Regions from separate parts of the Arachis hypogaea genome. Here region 1 is linked to region 2. Evidence: chromatin contacts called from public Hi-C data. All regions are on one chromosome and are shown on one strand. The core of a region is the stretch at or near the end of the contact, and the rest is flanking DNA. Distances in the headings are between cores, read along the strand shown. Region 1 overlaps LOC112709397 (COBRA-like protein 1). Region 2 holds the start of LOC112709363.

Region 1 (2,700 bases), core at 184-2,683, 46 kb after region 2:
TTGACCCTCTAACTTATTATGAATAATGCTAATTATTATTTTATAAACTTGTAGTCAATAAAGTATAAATTTATGCCAACTCCCAACCATGTGTCTTTTAGAACACCAGATAAAGACCTATGCATATGCATTTTCAGCCATTCTAGATCCTTCATAAATTGAGTTAATACTATCATCATTGTTGATTAATGATCCCACATCTAATATTTTTATTTTGTTTGACACAGCGAAGAGCTTGTGGTAATAGGAACAACCAAAGCTAGTAGAAAAGACTTTGATAATTTTGTACCGCATTATGAAAAGGGAAATATAGAGTTAAGCCCCACTTTGATTCTTGAGATTAGCGAGTTGTACTGATTTAGTCCTTGACTTTTCAATTGCTACAATTTGGTTCCCCAGATTAAAAAAAGTGAGTCCATCAATGTAGTCATTCGTGTATTTTCTATAACCAGAATTCAACGTTGTTAGTGACGTAACTCAAGTCTTGCCACACCAAACATATTAAAACGACGTCATACGCGTTTTGATGCTCAAGAAGACATTAAACGACGTCGTTGAAGGTTATGACAAGGAATTTGGTTATGACAAGATTGTTCAAACTCTCAAACGACATAGTTTAACGCCTTCTTTAGCGTCAAAACACGTACGGCATCGTTTTAATATGTCTAGCGTGGCAAGGCTTGAGTTACGCCACTAACGACGACGAGTTTTGGCGACGAAAAGTGCACAAGAGACTACATTGATTTGATTATAGGGGATCAAATTGTAGCAATTAAAAAATTAAGGACTAAATTAGTACAATTCACCAATCTCAGAGATTAAAGTGGGGCTTAATTCTTCTTATTAAGAGATTCTATCATTAAATATAAATGATCATATTATTATTTTGACTCATGATTGTATTAGGAATAAGATTATCAATAGAGGTTCTATATTATTTTTAATTGTTCATGATGTTGATGAAAATATAAATGATGAATAATAAAATAAAGAGTAAATTTTAAAATAAAATAATATTTGAAAGGTTAATTCATAAATAATATTTAAAAAAATTATTTAATAATTATTAAAAAATTTTAAAAAATATTTTATTATTAAGACTATTTAATAGTCCAAATATTGTTAGACTATCTAATCTTTTGCCTACTTTCATATGGTTAGGTAACAAATTTGCTATTTTTGATATTGAAACGGATCCTAACTCCAAAAAATAACAAACGGCTAGATATAAATTAAGATGAATACTCACATGTAATTGTCTAAAATAATTGAAAATAATTAAATATTTTAATATATTTAACTAAATTACCATTTAAAAATTTTTCAACTATCAACTTTGTGAAAAGATACTTATAAGTTTCCACATAAATTAGATACCATATATCAGTTTCTATGGCCCAAGTATCCGAAAACAAAGATATCAAGCCCAATCCCTATAGCAGAACCCGTTTGAGGTAAATAGGTTTACTGATTAGCATACGTAGATACATGTTAACATAAATAATAAGCATTCTTCAAAAACAATAATAATAATAAGCAGCGCAGAAGCTATAATAATAAATAAGCAAACATAGGTGCAGCTAGCACAAAACTCTACCCCCCAAGTAAAAATAACTGCACAAAATTCTTGTGGCAATCACTATGGCTATGCACCTATCTCACCATCACCATTAACATGTAAATGATAAGACAAGAAAAGAAGCCAGAATCCGAGTGAGAGAACTTAGCAAAGAGAGAACTAGTGTTGAACTTGCATTTGGTAGCCAAGGATATGCATCTGGAGGTGGCATGACACAGTTGTCTCCATTGAAATAGATCCTTCTTGGGAATGCCCATCCTTTATCAAATGTGAAGCTTGATTTGTCTTTCCTAAATAACAGTTCTGATTGCACATTCCCAACTGCTCCAGCTGAAACCAACAAATCATTGTAGAACTTCACACCCCACAGCATACCTGTATCATCTGCAAAACCCATACATAATCCTAAAATAATTATCATATAATAATTGGTATATATATATATATATATATATGTATATATACATTTTCTTCATAAGATCATGTAGGAACTATGTTGCATAGGTACACATATGGTATCAATACTAAGTACAAATACAATTACAGAACAAGTTAGAAGTATTAGTTTGTTTCATTCAGAAGTAACTTAAATAGTTTAGCCACAAGAATTTATGTTTTCTAAGAAGTATTGGTATTTAGGTAAGGATTCTTTATTATTGTTAGAATATCTTTAGGATATTATATATTAATATAATATCTAAGTATATCTCGTATTGATTTTATATTTATTTAGTTTGACATTCGAACATCGTTTGAATATACCCTAACAAGTACAGGACAAGCACCAAGAAAGAACCCGATACAAGTTCGAGAAACCATCTAGGAGATTAGGACTATGATCATGTAAGATAGAAAAACTTACTTAAGCCCTCATAAGGTGTCAGTGGCTTGTAATTAAAGCTGAAAACCTGTGTCACATTGTCAAAATTGGGATGCTGAACAACAAGGTTCCATTGTGAATAGTTCATTCTGTAATTGAAATTTGTGACTGTGATCTTGATCCTCCAGTACTCTTTGTATTGGAGCTTGACGTGCCAGTGCACTCGAATCGGACACATATGGCTTGTACACTGAACTAGAGGTGGATTTAAAGCTCTGCTTGGTGGTGAAACGACTGAAGC
Region 2 (2,752 bases), core at 2-2,501:
AGAAGAGAAAGCTGAATAATAGTTGAGGATTGGAGAGCATGATGGGAGAATAAGCAATGCAGTTGGACTAATGTCAGGGTCATAGTGGTGCATGGTGATGCACAGCAAGAAGATGGAAAGATGTAGATGCGAAAAGGGTAGCAGTTTATGTACGTTTGTAAATCACATATAAACTGCGACACCGCTATCGCGGATTATGTGATGCTTTGCTTCGAATTGCGATAGCGGATTACGTGTATTCATAAATAGCGAGATCCTGTCGCGATTTACATAGTTTATAAAAAAAATACATTTTTGTATCTATTTTATAAAATGTGTATTCTGATAAATTTGGAGGACAATTTATTTATTATGGTAAATTGTCTAAAAATAATAATATTTATTAATTATGTAACATTATTCAACACAAAATAGTATAAGTAGCCTGTAAGAGTCTTGATTACAATAAAGTGAATTTTACGGTGACTATAATTTATTTTTTATAGCAAATTTTAATCTTTTATAATAAATTAGACAAACATTCTTAAATACTATAATAATCACCTTATAATAATACCAAAATTGATCACTTTAATCTTCAAGGCAGTCTCACTAGATCTTATAAATAGATAATAATTGTGCTTTTGTTTTAGATAAAATATACTTTTTTCTTAGTCTTTTTGAAATTTTTATAGTTATATCTAATATTTAATTTGATTGAATTTTATATTTAACTAAGATGCATATTTTTATCTGCAATTTTAAAATTGTTGTCTTCTTATTTAATCCGATTACCAATTATAACTTTAACCCAAACTCATGAGAGTAATTTTGGTCAATCACTTTTCTTTACCACTTACCCCCAACTTTCACCATCTTTTTTTCCATTCAAACACCTTAAAAAAAGATACGAATAATTAAAAAATTGATTATTGGCTTTAAAATATATTAATATTAATGATAAAATTAAAATTTATTTTAAATATTGAGTATAAAATCAAATCAAACTAAATATTAGATTAATGTAAAAAAAATTAAAAATATTAAAAAACCCATATTTTATCATTATTTTTTTGTTTTGTTTAAGAGCAACACTTGAATTTGAATAATCATCAGATTGGATGATTAAAGTGAGTGAGTGGAAATGTGGAATACAATCAATATACATAAACCTTATCATTTTGAAAATAAATTTGGGATTAATAATAAGTTGGTGTGATGATAAGAGTAATTTCCAAAACAAAAGTAGAAATTAAAGAATTTGGAAGAGCTGTCCATTCATGTTGTCTCTCTCCAAAAATAGCAACACAAACACCCACTCTTACTGTTTGGGACCCTTTCAAAACAAGTACACTCTTCTCTCTCTCTCTCTCTCTCTCTCTCTCTCTCTCATCATTCAGGTAAGTAGCTGTTTCCCCTTTCCCTCACTTACTCAAATGCTTTTTTCCTCTTTCTGTATAATTCCATGGACTCACTCTGTTTTTGCCTCCTTCAGACTCCTCTATCTTCTGCTTAACCTTGCATACTTCTTGCTACCCTTTACCTTGTTCCTCTATTTGACTTTTCTTGACTTGGTTTTTCACTTCTTTGAGGTTTTTTTTTTTATTTCTAAAAGTTTTTATTTTTGTTTTCAATGAATCAAAGAGCTCAAAGAAAGGTTTTTTAGCTTCAGGTAGAGTAATTTTGTGAACTTTTTCTGTCTTTCTTTAGTGGGCACTTGTTACTTTTTTGCAAGACTCTTCAGTGGTTCCTCCCTCAAAGCTGCTTTTTCAGCTTCTAAGGGTTATTATTGCAGCAACGAAATTCAAGCTGAGTTTTCCATTTTCTTTTTTCTCTACACGACACACTGTAGTAGTAGCAGTAGCACACTGTTTCTGTTTCCATTGAAGGTGGATTGTTTGCTGTGGTGTGGTGTTTGTTCTCTTTTATACTCTTGATTGATTCTGTCGCATGCAATGGAATCTTCTTGGGATTATGTTACTGAAGAAGAAAAGGGGTATGTCTCCAACGATGCACTTTCTGCTGCACCTCCTCCTCCTCCTAGTACCCTTTTGAGAAGCAAAAGTTCCTTCCTTGGATGGGAACTGAAAACCCCATGTTCTAGCTTTGACAATCAATGTTTTGAAGAACTTGGTTTCCCTGAACTGTTGGGGAAACCATTGTTTAATGATCTAATTGGAGGTAGTGGACATGGTGGAAGAATCACAAGTAGTAGTAATAGTACTATTACAACTACTACTACTGTTGTGGACTCCAGTAGTGGCCGTGATTCCCTCATTGATTTGAAGCTTGGAAGATTTGCTGATCATGCTGATGTTAATGTTGCATCATTTTCCAAAGGAGCACCTGTTTTGTGTTCTTCTGTGTCGTCCACGGCCCCGAAGAGACCGCGAGGCTCTTTGGGTTTGCACTCGCAGACTTCTTACTGCCAAGTCTATGGCTGTAACAAGGATCTCAGCTCCTCTAAAGATTACCACAAGAGACACAAAGTTTGTGAGGTTCATTCCAAGACTGCCGTAGTTATAGTCAATGGCATTGAGCAAAGGTTTTGTCAGCAATGTAGTAGGTTGGTCAATTTTTCGAGCTTTAATCTTTCGAAATATAGTTCTTTAATTCTTGATTTGTATGTCTGATGGGTTTGAATAGCTTGATCTGCTTTTGCTTTCATGACTATGCTTATTAACTTAGATAAGAAGCTTTGTTGTGTTGTATATGCCTATGTTTAATGTTTAGCTTGTTAACCAGGTTTCATTTGCTGGCTGAATTCGATGAT

What was found. Hi-C and Micro-C count contacts between places; a contact is called where the count stands out from the background.
Region 1: a Hi-C map of leaf shows a contact between it and region 2, with 2.4 times the contacts expected there. The contact joins the enhancer-like site here to the promoter of LOC112709363 in region 2. A contact is called at or near these places in 2 of 8 Hi-C or Micro-C datasets (both in leaf).

The regions. Positions count from the first base shown.
Region 1 is chr1:109,577,023-109,579,722 of arahy.Tifrunner.gnm2.J5K5, forward strand. It overlaps LOC112709397 (COBRA-like protein 1), which reads right to left. Exons shown (of 6, transcript XM_025761288.3): 5 at 2,442-2,700; 6 at 1,449-1,963. The coding sequence ends at 1,671. Among protein-coding and RNA genes, the nearest start is that of LOC112709397, 3.9 kb to the right of the region's middle. Within about 2 kb of position 1,434, at least 2 of the 3 cell types and tissues checked have open chromatin away from gene starts, as enhancers often do.
Region 2 is chr1:109,530,822-109,533,573 of arahy.Tifrunner.gnm2.J5K5, forward strand. It overlaps LOC112709363, which reads left to right and starts at 1,252. Exons shown (of 4, transcript XM_025761265.3): 1 at 1,252-2,545; 2 at 2,725-2,752. The coding sequence starts at 1,935.